Regions from separate parts of the Sus scrofa genome. Here regions 2 and 3 are each linked to region 1. Evidence: chromatin contacts called from public HiChIP or PLAC-seq data. All regions are on one chromosome and are shown on one strand. The core of a region is the stretch at or near the end of the contact, and the rest is flanking DNA. Distances in the headings are between cores, read along the strand shown. Region 1 overlaps TTC7A (tetratricopeptide repeat protein 7A). Region 2 has its middle 8.1 kb from the start of EPCAM. Region 3 has its middle 35 kb from the start of EPCAM.

The links. HiChIP or PLAC-seq counts read pairs in DNA pulled down with a chosen protein or histone mark.
Region 2: an H3K27ac HiChIP or PLAC-seq map of alveolar macrophages shows a contact between it and region 1. The contact joins two enhancer-like sites. A contact is called at or near these places in 1 of 5 promoter capture datasets (fetal liver) and 1 of 2 datasets of contacts at active chromatin or transcription factors (alveolar macrophages).
Region 3: an H3K27ac HiChIP or PLAC-seq map of alveolar macrophages shows a contact between it and region 1. The contact joins two enhancer-like sites. A contact is called at or near these places in 4 of 47 Hi-C or Micro-C datasets (blood, liver and subcutaneous adipose tissue) and 2 of 2 datasets of contacts at active chromatin or transcription factors (alveolar macrophages and skeletal muscle).

The regions. Positions count from the first base shown.
Region 1 is chr3:93,524,808-93,529,246 of Sscrofa11.1, reverse strand. All of the region lies in intron 8 of TTC7A (tetratricopeptide repeat protein 7A), which reads left to right. Among named protein-coding and RNA genes, the nearest start is that of TTC7A, 65 kb to the left of the region's middle. Within about 2 kb of position 1,851, at least 24 of the 83 cell types and tissues checked have an H3K27ac peak or open chromatin away from gene starts, as enhancers often do. A contact at or near this core is called in alveolar macrophages, where this site is marked.
Region 2 is chr3:93,191,068-93,195,506 of Sscrofa11.1, reverse strand. No RefSeq gene overlaps it. Among named protein-coding and RNA genes, the nearest start is that of EPCAM, 8.1 kb to the right of the region's middle. Within about 2 kb of position 1,811, at least 20 of the 83 cell types and tissues checked have an H3K27ac peak or open chromatin away from gene starts, as enhancers often do. A contact at or near this core is called in alveolar macrophages, where this site is marked.
Region 3 is chr3:93,217,911-93,222,349 of Sscrofa11.1, reverse strand. No RefSeq gene overlaps it. Among named protein-coding and RNA genes, the nearest start is that of EPCAM, 35 kb to the right of the region's middle. Within about 2 kb of position 2,304, at least 6 of the 83 cell types and tissues checked have an H3K27ac peak or open chromatin away from gene starts, as enhancers often do. A contact at or near this core is called in alveolar macrophages, where this site is marked.

The DNA.
Region 1 (4,439 bases), core at 602-3,101:
TTCAGGAGCCCAAGGCACAGGGGAGCAGGGCCTGGCATGGGGCTGGCCAGGGACCCTGGGAGGGTGGGACACATCACAGCATGTTATTTCTTGGCTCTGTAGACTGGCAGCTGGAGATCTGGTGATAATTATGTCTGCTGGTGGGGGACAAGTGACAGCACGGGCAGGCTCTGACAGCATCCTCCAGGGAGGGGCAAGCCCCATGCCAGATGCCGCCAGGAGGCTTCTTCCTGGGGTGATGGTTGTTGGGGGGTGAGTGGCAGACCCTGAGGCTGGTTCTTGACCAGATCAGAGGCAGTCTCCAAGGACAGGGCTGAGCAGAGCCCTGGACACATGTCCAAGGGGCTTGTTCTCCGCAGAGAAGCAGCATCTGGTGCCTGAATGAGAAAGCCCAGCCTTATGTTTTGCTTTGGTGCTTCCCTAGGCAGAGCCATCCCAGGCCTCTGGTGGCATGAACGGAGGCACTTAGAGGCAAGGGAAGAGCCAGAGTGAAGTCAGAATGTCTGTGTTCTAGTCAGGGTCCTGAACCCCCTGTTTGTATGCCTCAGGGAGCCTCCCTGGTCTGTCTGGGCCTCGGTTTTCTCATCTATAAAATCGGACAATAGAACAGGAGCTGGTCGTTGTATTATGAGATACCACTTAGAAAGTGCTCCGCAAGTTGGTTCCCTCCTCCTACCCTGTTTGTTTGCAGGATCAGAGAGGAGAGACGAGGCTGGGCAAAGTGAAGGTCAGTGCCGTCCAGGGCCCTGCAGCCAGCGTTGTCAGAAATGGGGCTGGCAGAGGAGGCCCAGGAGGCTGCAGGTACTCAGGGCAGCGGAAGCTGCCCTGGACTGGCCGCCGGAGGGTTCAGTCTTAATTCCTGGGGACCTTGCACAAGTGTGTTCATCCCCTGGGGCTCGGTTTCCCCATCTGCAAAAGGGGCATCCGTGATTTCATCCCGCCCCTCTGTGGGGTTACTGTGAGGCCAGACGAGATGCCGGCCGTGGTAACTCAGCTCCTAAAACGCATGGCACACGCATAAGGAATGGCTATTTGAGCCAGAACCACCCTGCCTGAGGAGTTTCACATGGGCTGGCCGGCTTTAGGGAATGGAGGTGTTCCTTGTGGGTGTTTTCTCGAGGCCCCATGTTTGCTTCATGGATGGAGAGGCCCAAAGACAATGGGTCATGCTGAATCGTGGGGGGATGAGGTGGAGCATGTTTGGCTTTTCTTTGGCTTTTCCTTTCCTGGCTGGCCAGAGGCCTGGGGCAAATGTCCCTCAGTATGGGGAGGCTGCCCCTGGGAGGACAGCAGAGAGCCCAAGACTAGGGACAGGGACAGCTGCTGAGCCCTGCTTGGGATTAAGTGCACCCCCAGTGGTAGGAGTGGGGGGTTTTGCAGGGGAAAGTGTAGGACGACAACCTGCCCTCCTTCCAAGGCGAGTCAGGAGTCTGGTGTTAAGAACATGTAGTGTCTGTGTAATTTATGTCTGTCACTGCACTTGATCTGGAAGATTTCCTTGTGAAGACACTGCAGTGGTGGAAGAGAAAGAGTGTGGCTGAGACTGGTTCAAGGCAGGCTGCTGATGGGGCTAGAGGTATTAAGCAGCCTAAGCGGGGTGAGCCCAGCAGAGGAGGGAGGGGCACAGCCAGGGCGCCCTGGGCAGGGGCTTGAAGCCCCCAGAGAGACTGAAGGCTGCTCTGGCTCCTGAGCTGCACATGAATTCCTACCGCGTGGACGGCCCCCTTGCTTTTTTCTGCCCCTTCTCCCCCTCCACCCCGTTGCCATGGCTACATACACACCCGCTGCCCAGCTGCCCTGCAAACGCTGAAGTGGTTCACCGCAGCCCTGCCCCAAAACCATGGCAACCTCTCAGCAAACTTCTGCTTTTGGTTGTCCTTTGGGGACCCGCGCTTTCCTCTTGGCACAAGTGCCAAGTCCCAAGGACCCTTGAGAAGGTGCCTTCCCCACTGTCTGCCTGTTGGGGGAGGGGCTGTCCCCAGGCGGAGGAGATGCTCCTGGGATCCCCACTTCTGTGACCCAGTGCTTGCCCAGCCCCGTGCTGGAAATCCACGCCTCCCTCCCACCAGGCACGCATATTCAGAGACACTGTTCTGGGTCAAGGTCAAGGTCTAGGGCAACAGGAGGAAGTTGCCACACCAGGCCCAGAAATCTTTCTCTCTCTCGAATGTCACTTGTAAGTGCCCTGTGTGGGCCTCTGCTGGGGCTGGGAGGCGAGAGTTGAGTGAGATGCATCCTTGCCCTGAGGACTGATGCCAGTGGGGTCCAGGGTTCAGGGTGGGGGGAGGATGAGGGGGGCGCCCAGCCTCCCCTGACAAGATGAGTCAGGGTCAGTGGCAGAAGGAAGGGGTCCCCGAGTTGAGTTGAAGGAGCCAGAAGGCATCCACGTTGACAAAGGGAACAAAGACAGGCCTTGGTGAGGAGCGGGAGCCACAGGAAAGGACTTGGTACCTGCTGGAGAGAAGCTGGCCCGGTGGGCAGGGCCTGGAGCTCAGACTGCCCTGGTGGGGGTGGTGGGGGCTGCTGCACTTGGAGGACAGACCAACCAGAGCTCACTGCCCACCATCCCCTGCATGAGACTAGGCTGCATGGCTGGGTCCCCAGTCCTGGAGGTGCCTGGCAGGGGGCCTACCCCTGTGGGCTGCCTGCCCTGCCCCCTTTCCCCCCAGCCCAGAGGTCTAGGTCAGATTCCGTTCATACGTGTCCTAGGTACTGCTGCTGCTGCCAGTTCCATAGCTCCTCTCTGAGGGCAGGGACAGTCTCCCATCCTCCCCCCGCCACTGCCTGGTGGGACCAGAGCTGGGAAGAAGTTGCCGGAGGTGGAGGAGCAGGGAGGTACATGGCCTGGCACAGAGCGAGTTTTGTGTTCTTCGGTGAGATAGCTCCTGCCAAGGCTCTCCTTAGAATTTCTTCTCTCTTCCTGTTGGTGCCCGTGTGGGTGGATTTCATCAGGAAGGAGGGGGATTTCTCTGGCACTTTCCCTCTCTGTACCTCTCCATTAACCCTTTGGAGCCTGACCAGCTCCTACTTACCAGGCTGGCACCAGTGCCCTTCTGGGCATCACCTGGCATCCCCGGCACCATTTCCTGGGGCAGGTCCCAGGTCCATTGGGGCGATGGGCAGCCCTTGCCTATTGTGTCTGGCAGGGCAGCCACCAGGAACCCCAACCACTGGGCTGAAATGACCCAGAGGGTGAGTCACATCCTTGGGTCTTATAGGCATTTTGGCTTCTAGAAGCCTCTCTGGGAGTGTACTTCAGGCCTGCAGGACAGGACCTACAGTCCAAAGGCCTCTGAAGCCATCACCCTCGGGAGCCTTGGCCCCTGACCTGGAGAAGGGGATAGTGCTCTTGTCCAGAGGGCGGTTGGAAGGACCACCTGTGGACGTGTTTGAATCTGACCAGCGGGCTCTGGGTTTTAAGTGTCAGCAGTTCCTTTTTATTCCTTCAAGAGGGCCGAGTCCTTGGATCTGAGGTCTTTAATGGGGAAGTAAAGGAAGCCGAATCCCAACTCAATGGAAGGGGTTCAGCCCCTTCTGCAGAGGGAAGGGGATGCTGGGAAGAGACCCTTTTGGCAGAGGGGAGAAGAGGCAGGAGAGGGAAGATGCTGGGAGCAGCCAGAGGGTGGGTCTGGCTAGAACCCCGCTTTGCCTCTGCTGAGGCATGGCCCTCAGAGTGGGGGGAGGGGGAGTGTGTGTGTGTGGGGTGTGTGTGTGGGTGCGCATGTGTGTGCGCACGCGCATGCACAGGTGCAGGAGACATGGACTCAGAGCATCCCTGGCCTGACCCCCGCCTTTGGGGAGCCCCGTGACTCCTGTTTAGCTACCCCTGAGCCTGAGTGCTGTCCCCAGGGTGTGAGTGTACAGGAGGGGGTGGGACCACAGCCCACAGAACAGGACCCCAGTTTCTGATGGCAAGATTTCTGGCTTGGTCATACCAAACTCCCCGCTTCAGATGGTATAGAATCACCCACTCCTAAAGCATGTTTTCCCCTTGCCGCTCCCCTCCCTGAGCAGCCCCCTGGTGACTCGGAGCTACAGGCCTCCTGAGTGCGGATGCCAAGCGTGGAGACCTCAGGTTGCGGGGAGACTCCTGGAGAGGGTCAGAGGAGAGTTCCGTAGTTGGAAGGAGTCAGGGGTGAGGTCTGGGCTGGACACAGGGCTGATGAGAAGGAAGTGTGGGGGATCCTTATCAGAGGGGCTTGGGGGACCTGCAGAGGAAGAGAGGAGGTTACAGAGGGGCCACAGCCCAAGCTCCCGTCCTGTGAGTCAAGTGGCCGAGCCACCCACCCGATCTAGTCAGTTCCAGGAATTCTCTGAAGCTCTTTGTGTGAGCGGACGATTACCAGCACACGCGGAGCTCTCCCACGAAACAGCTGCCGGTATCCTCAAAAATGCCAGTGTCCTGGACACAGAGAAGGGCTGTGGGGCTCTTCCAACAA
Region 2 (4,439 bases), core at 562-3,061, 330 kb after region 1:
ATAGGAGCTGTAGCCGCCGGCCTACACCACAGCCACAGCAACGCAGGAACTGAGCCGTGTCTGCAACCTACACCACAGTTCACAGCAACGCCGGATCCTTAACGCACTGAGCGAGGTCAGGAATCAAACCCGCAACCTCATGGTTCCTAGTTGGATTCGTTAACCGCTGTGCCACGATGGGAATTCCTTACCTGTGCTTTTACATGGACTATTTCTCAGGGGTGAACCAGTTTGGGGACACACAGACGGAGCTGTGGCTGTGTTCTTATCTATATTTGGGTAATTCCACCAGTTAGCAAGCTCCATTCAACAGACCTGCTGCTTTCTCCTACAAAGCCTTTTGTCCCTAAGGATGGAAGCAAAGTGTGATATCCTGCATGTTAAGATGGCTTCCTAACCCTTCATCATTCTGAGATAGTCTTTGAGTTATTTGCAGCCTTTACACCCACATGCTATTTTTTTTCTGGGCTGTCTTTTTGACCAAAGGGGAGGTAGAAATTGGCCCTTAACAGTGCTCTAACTGTGTAAGGAGACTCAACTTACCACGCATCAGCTCCTAGCTGTATTCTAGCAAGTTCTGCCAGCTGCTGACCATGGGCGGGGGAGTTCTAACTGTAGGTTTGCTCTCTACAGGACTTTGCTTGTTTGTTTTTGTCTTTTCTAGGGCTGCACCCTTGGCATATGGAGGTTCCCAGGCTAGGGGTCCAATAGGGGCTACAGCTGCTGACCTACACCACAGCCACAGCAACACAGGATCCGAGCTGTGTCTGCAACCTACACCACAGCTCATGGCAATGCCAGATTGTTAACCCACTGAGCGAGGGTAGGGATCAAACCCGCAACCTCATGATTCCTAGTCAGATTCATTTCTGCTTCGCCACAACAGGAACTCCCCTACAAGACTTTATATCACCATCACCACCATCCCGCCCACCCCTATTGTAACCCGCTGCTAGTTCACCTGATTAATCCTGTGTGGAAATGGAAATATGGTCATTACTTTATCACAAAACTTTCCTACAAACTCCTGGAACTTCCCCTTCTTTTCTGACAAACCAGGAACCAAGGAAGACGGGACACATCCTCCCTCACCTCTTCTCTATCCGCTTCTTTATTTCCTTCTTTCACTTCCTTCTACCAATTCAAGGCAATCATTCTCTTACTCAGGCAGCCCTCAGTGACTACTGATCCTTAGCAGAAGGACAGGGGACAGCCTGGACTCCCCGGAACATTATCAAACTGGGTACATTCTGAGTCAGTATTGTGTACAGTGATGTGCGTTGTATGTGGTTCAGCTGGACTCTGACACTTGATAATTCATTCATCCTGCGTAGGAGTACCAGTGAAATGAAGTTTGTGACACTTAGTTCATTCTTATCATACATCTTGATTTTCTAGGGACATCTTAGGAGTTCTTATGGGAACATACAGATAATTTTAGAAAGGAAAGCAATCTAAGTGTGTGGTTTTTTCCTTTGTGGTTTCCTTATCATGCCTTGCATGGTAGAGAGACACTCACTGCCTGTGGTGGCCTGTTCCCTTCCTCTACCACCCGTCCTTTCTCTCCCAGTGAACCGTGGCTCACATATTTCATCTCTTGCCAAATAAGAGTCCTCTCCTTGCTGGAGACTACAAGTGGGGGCGCAGTGGGCCTAGAACCCAGGGGAGCAGACTTAGGGGTCCTACCTTAGGGGTCTCCTACTTAGTCTCAGGTCCTAAGACCCCTGTTCAAAAAAAACCTGCCAATGCATTCGTTCTCAACTAGCAACACGAGAACTCAAGGCTGCAGTCCTGTTGGACCCTGTCCAATTACCAGGAGAAAGAACTTCCTCACAATGGTTCATGTATACTCTGTTGCTTCAGAGATGTCACTAAACTGTCTGAAAAAAAAAAAAAAAGCTCTCAGGTTTCATAAGGGCTATTGCCAACACCATAAATGACCTGTCATAAAGACCCCACCCCTCTCCGAACCTGATAAGGCAAAGGTTAAGGTCCATCTCTGTTAGCTACACTCTTATTTCCTTCTGTCTAGGCCAGAATACAATTTCTGGAACAAACCAGTTCCTCTCTTAAGTGTCTCTAAGAACAGTATATTCTTTTTACCACTGTTGAATGGTTAAGTCGGAGTTTCCATCATGACGCAGCAGAAACAAATCGACTAGGAACCATAAGGTTTCAGGTTGGATCCCTGGCCTCGCTCAGTGGTTAAGGATCTGGCGTTGCTGCGAGCTGTGGTGTAGGCCGGCAGCTGTAGCTCCAATTTGACCCCTAGCCTGAGAACCTCCATATGCTGCTAGTGCAGCCCTGAAAAGCAACAACAACAACAACAACAACAGAAAAAGAATGGTAAAGTCATATGCAAAGTAAATGCACGGTACTTATTAATGATCATGACTTACTCATTCAAGTGACTCATGCATTCATTTAGCTAAGATGGGTCACCCCATGGCCCCTACTTTACCATATCCTTTCAGAGAGACCACATCTCCCACTCCCAAGATTCCACCACCACCACACTGTGGGGGCGGGCTGTCACCGTGAAGTTCCTGGACCTTCTTACTAACTATTCAAATCCACACAGCTCAGGCTGATTTCCAATCTCCCTCCCAGAACGTGTTAGATCAATCCCATCATGCTTTCTATCTTATTCTCCTCAGTCACTGCCAGAAGAACAAGCCCTCTGGGTCAACATTGGCCATTCATCCCAGAATCCCCAAGCATCACCTAATCTACTCCATCCCCTCCCTGCCCTCCCCAAACTCTTCCACCGTGCCCTTTCCAACTCCAGATCCATCACTATCAAACATTCCAGTAGCCTCCTCTCCTTTGAACATTCCCTCCATGTCCTGGCAGTAAGCGGACCTGTCAGTCCCTGATTATCCCATCTGCTCTGTCGCCCTTTCAGCTAGAAGGTACTGACATCCCAGGCACTTGAGGACCAGGGGGATGTGGTAGCTGTGCTGCTTGTCATTTCCAAGTGATTTCTTTCCTTCCCTGCTTCTGAACATCCAGCTCCTTTGAAGCCCCATCCTACCCTCTCTCGTCCTTCCAGCTCACGCACTCAAGAACTCCTATGGTAACCCACTGAGCAAAGCCAGGGATTGAACCCACAACCTCATGGTTCCTAGTCGGGTTCGTTATCCACTGTGCCACGACGGGAACTCCGTCTTTCTCCCTTTCTCAATGCAGTCCCTCCTTCAGTTATTCCTGGTCTCCCTACCCCATCAGTCTCCCCTCTCTCCTGGATCATTTAATCACTAACATATAGAAACATGTTATAGTCTCCCTCAGATCAATAAGAACCTTCCTTGAGCCCTCATGTCTCCATTTCACTATCCTATTTCTCTCATTATCTTGGAAAAAATTGTGCAAGAGTTACCTGCATCTGTTCTCCCTCCTTCCCTCTCCTCTTTCTCTCCCCACCTCCAGCTCCTCCTCCTCCTCCTCCTCTTCTCCTTCTTCTTGCCATACCTGAGACATGTGGAAGTTCCTGGGCCAGGGATAAAACTCACACCACAACAGTAATCCAAGTTGCGGCAGTGACAATGCCAGATCCTTCACTTGCTGAGCCACAGGAGAGCACCTGTTCTCTCTTCTTCTTTTTAGGGCCACACCCATTGCATATGGAAGTTCCCAGGCTAGGGGTCGAACTGGAGCTACAGCTACCAGTCTATGCCACAGCCTCGGCAACATGGAATCTGAGCCTCGTCTGCGACCTACGCCATAGCTCATGGCAACGCCAGATCCCTAAGCCACTGAGCAAGACCAGGGAAGGAGCCTGCATCCAGGGAAGAGCCTGCATCCTCATGGACACTAGTCGGATTTGTTTCCGCTGCGCCACGATGGGAACTCCGTCTCTTCTTCTTGACTGCTATTTCCTGTCAATATCTCTCCAAGATGGCTGAGATACCACTGGAACGACCAAAGCCAATGGACTCTTCTATGTCATCTGTCTTGATTTTTCAGCAGCATTCAGTACAGTTGACCATTAACTGTATTTTGAAAACCCTTTCCTCTTGATTTTTGTGATACCCCTCCTAGCTTATTCCTGCTCGGTTGGCCACTGCTCCTCCATGTTCTTTCCTTGCTCCTCCTCTTCATTTCAACCCCTAAGTGATAGATTACTTGTCCTGAACCCTTTTTTCTCTATCTCCACTCTCTCCCCAGTTGCTTCATGTACTCCTGTAGAATTTAGTCTTACACATGCTACACCCTACTTGACATCTCTGTTTGATTAAAGGATCACTTGGATTTCCCCATCCCCACCCCAAGTCCTTTCCTTCCCCAATTTTCCCCTTGTTGGCAAATGGCACCATCATCCCCCACAGCTGCTTAAACTAAGAGCCAAGGACTCATCTTTTTTTTTTTTTTTTTTTTTCCCAGTACCCATAGAAGTTCCCAGGGCAAGGATTGACCCCATGTCACAGCAATGACCTAAG
Region 3 (4,439 bases), core at 1,055-3,554, 310 kb after region 1:
CCAACCACAGTTCTCCCTGTGTTCATACCCAGGGAGAGGGTGGCAGTGGTGCGGGCAGAGAAGGGGAAGCCAGGTGGAGCCCATGGAGCAGAGAAGAGAGAGCCCAGGACCCATCTCAGGGAGGCAGGGAGGCGGCCAGAGGCAGACCACGCATGCATGACGGGTTCGACCTGCAGTGCACACTTCATTGTTCCATCAGACTTCATGTACAAAACATAAATTCAAAAATAACATTATTAAGGAGTTCCCATCGTGGCACAGTGGTTAACGAATCTGACTAGGAACCATGAGGCTGTGGGTTTGATCCCTGGCCTTGCTCATTGGGTTAAGGATCTGGCATTGCTGTGAGCTGTGGTGTAGGTCACAGACACAGCTCAGATCCCGAGTTGCAGTGGCTGTGGTGTAGGCCGGCTGCTACAGCTCCAATTAGACCCCTAGCCTGGGAACCTCTAAATGCCGAGGATGCGGCCCTAAAAAGACCAAAGACAAAAAAAAAAAAAAGATGATATTAAGAATGGTGAATGTATTCTTAAAATGATCTTCTTTAATAATGCTTTAATAATTCTTAAAATGATTAAAAGTTAAAAGCATCGAGACCACGGCCACAGAACATTAACCCCCCGTGCAGCCTTTTCAAGTGTGAGCCCTTCTGAGGGGCCGTGACCATGACCGCACAGGTTATGCACCCCTGGCCACAGCTGTCAATGCACACATCTTCCAGTATGGGTCCTTGGCAAAGTCTCTTGTTCCCACTTGCTCCTGTTAGAGCTGAGATGGATCCTGAGATTGGCATTAGGAGAGGCATGAAGCTCTCCACGGCAATAATAAAACATCAGCCGAAGGCCTGCAGAGTGTGGTTGAGCAGCCTTAGACTCAGATCACTGCCACCTCATCAGCTTCTTCCAGATGCTAAACGGCACCTCGGCGTCTTGAGAGTCTGGGTTGTTTGTGTCAGAAGTAATAACTTGGATTTTATTTGCCTTTGAAAACTGGATAAGCGTCCATTCACCAGCCTCTGAAATCAGACCCATATTTCATGTTTCCCCATGTGCTTTGAGAAAAGTCTATAAACCCACAGACACGTTTTTTTTTTCCTCCCCAAGGTGAAACTTGACTTTAATACTTAATACCACTGATTCCTGGGGAGCTGTGCTGGGAACATCTTTTTTTTAGGCTCCATTTCTCATCTTAAGGGATTCGATGAATATGCACCCACTCTTCATTATGGAAAGTTTTGAAGACCTCTGAAGTAAAGGAAGGCAGATTTGGGGTTAAACATTAAAAAAGAATAATAGAGAATAATAGGAAAGTTTTCACTTTGATTTCAGAGTTGATTTGTGGCTTCTTCCAAGACTGAAAAATAGCCCCTAAGCAAAAACCTTGTTTTAATACCCAAACATAAATAACACCAGGCAACTGAGAGCATTCAAGTTGAGTTCTTTGGTTATACAAGCATATCTGAATAAATCCCAAATCTCTACCGGGCTCCTTCTTCCTATTTTTTGTGTAGAAACTGGGGCCAGCAGGACTGGTCACTCTGGCAGAGCTGGGCATCAGCAGTGCCTGGGCCATGGTCAGCCGTGTGGCAGGAAAGTTTCTTAAAGGGCTTCACTGGCCAAGAGCCTTTGTATGGTCAGGAGCTGGCAAGAAGGGCTCTCCCAGGTGCCCAGAGCCCCAGATCACAGGCCTACTTTTCCAGTGAGCACTGAGACAGAGTCTCTGAGGAAGATGGCCAGGGCCCGGCAATCAGATGCGTAGGGTTTGGATCTACTGTTCTTCGAACATTTATGCCAATGTGACCTAATTTGCTAAGCAGGGGCTAAAAAAGCTAGATATACCTATTTAAATTCAAAACCAAAAGACAGGAGTTCCCGTGGGGGCGCAGTGAAATGAATCCGAATAGGAACCGTGAGGTTGTGGGTTCCATTCCTGGTCTTGCTCAGTGGGTTAAGGATCCTGCATTGCAGTGAGCTGTGGTATAGGTTGCAGACTCGGCTCAGATCTGATGTTTCTGTGGCTGTGGTGTAAGCTGTCTCTGTAGCTGTGATTATACCCCTAGCCTGGGAGCCTCCATATGCTGTTGGTGTGGCCCTAAAAAAAAAAAAGAGAGAGAGAGAGAGCAAAGCCAAAAGAAACTAAGGGATGATTTCTGATGGGGCATGGTGGTGGGAACACCATTCCACATTGGATTTGTCTCTCACCTCATGCGGGAAGGCAAGGCTCTGATCTTTCCTGGATTATGGAAAAAGAGCATGGAAGTTGTCCTTGGTTTTGGTGAACTCTACCCACTATGGCCAGCAGAGGGCGGTACTGCATTTCAAAGTGGGGGTTGGAGGCCTATTAAAGAATTTAGATATAAAATTTGAGCCCCCTCCACACACCCCACCCCCTCATATTCTCAGTAACTTGTCTAAAGAAAGGTCTCCTTTTCGTCTGCTTCCTAATTCTTGGAAAGCTTAAAGAAATTCTGAAGGGACTCTGTGGCTGTTGTGAGGGAAAAAAATTTTTTCTTCATTGGGATGGCCTTGAGCAAAATTATACCATTCTAGACACTCCATTGCCCCCCTACACACACCCCTTCGATCTCCCCAGCCCTAGGCCCCTGGGCTTTCTTTGTCTCTTTCAATGTTGTGTGTACCGTATCTTCTCTCTCTTTCCCTCCGGTCCTTTGAAGCTTGCTCTTTAGTTACACAATGCAAGGCTTTGCTCTCCATTAAAAGGAATGTCAGGCCTCGGTGAGCAGGTGTGGAAACAGGGGGGAGAGAGCCTTCTAGCATGCCTGACATCAATCATACCTTGACAGCAGGTCAAGCCAAATAGAGTCTTTTTTCTTTTTTTTTTTTTTTTGGCTTTTTGCTTTTTCTAGGGCAGCTCCCACGACATATGGAGGTTCCCAGGCTAGGGGTCCAGTTGAAGCTGCAGCTGCCGGCCTACGCCAGAGCCACAGCAGCACCAGATCGAGCCGAGTCTGCGACCTACACCACAGCTCATGGCAATGCTGGATCCTTAACCCACTGAGCAAGGCCAGGGATCAAACCTGCAACCTCATGGTTCCTAGTCGGATTTGTTAACCACTGCGCCACGATGGGAACTCCAAGCCAAGTAGTCTGAGTCTGAATCTCTGGCCGCTGAAGCACCAGCTGCTCTAACCTGAGGTCCTGCCTCCTAGCTCCAGACCCGCTCTCCATGGTGATGACAGTCATGGCTCCTAATCTCTTTCCTAATCATGCCTGTAACTAACCCTAATGTAAATTTGCCTTATGAGAGGCAGAGAATTTCCTTGGGGGGACATTCCCACCACAATTACCCTAACCCTATCCTCAATTAGCCAGATCTTAGCCCAAGCTACATGCTAATGTTTGGCTGTGAGACCCCGTCCTCATCCCTTCCTCTGTCTTCTGGGCTCCTTCTGGGCACCAGGGCCTTTTCAGAAAAAATCTAAAGGTGCATTTCCTCCCATCCTGACTTCCTCAAATTTTATCTCTGCATCTCTCATCTGGTAGGGTGCTGTGCTCCACTGGAAACCCCACTGGGTGGAAAAAATCCTCAATTCACCATTCCTGACAAGGTGTTCACTTTTTTTTTTTTTTTTTTTTGTCTTTTTAGGGCCACACCCATGACATATGGAAGTTCAGGCTAGGGGTAGAAGTGGAGCTGTAGCTGCAGGCCTATGCCATAGCACAGCAGTACCAGATTTGAGCCATATCTGTGACCTACACCACAGCTCACAGCAATGCCAGATCTTTAACCCACTGAGTGAGGCCAGGGATTGAACCCATGTCCTCACGGATACTAGTCAGGTTCATTACCGATGAGCCACAACAGAACTCCAGGTGTTCACATTTTTTTTTTTTTTTTTTTTGGTCTTTTTGCCATTTCTTGGGCTGTTCCTGCGGCATATGGAGGTTCCCAGGCTAGGGGTCGAATCAGAGCTGTAGCCACCAGCCTACACCACAGCCACAGCAACGCGAGATCTGAGCCTCATCTGCAACCTACACCACAGTTCATGGCAATGCCAGATCCTTAACCCACTGAGCAAGACCAGGGATCGAACCCAAAACCTCATGGTTCCTAGTCAGATTCGTTAACCACTGAGCCACGACGGGAACTCCCAGGTGTTCACATTTTAACAAGAGGAAAATACACAAAGGAACTGAAGTCTAAAAGTGAGACTCTTAGCTCAGGGCAGAGACGTACTTAAGTGGAGGTGATCAGGTCACCACATCGATAGCTGCCTCTTCAACCCCCACTGAAGCCAGCCTTGAATGGAACCAGACAGCACAGGGCCAAACCCACCCAGCCAGGTGTGGTTAACATCCGCCTCTGCCAAGCACTGTCTCTTTCGCAGAACCGCAGGTGATGTCATCGCGGAGGCTGCATTCTCTGTTTGTTCGGAGAGAGAATCACCTCCACTCACCTTTGCAGGTAATTCTCCGCCC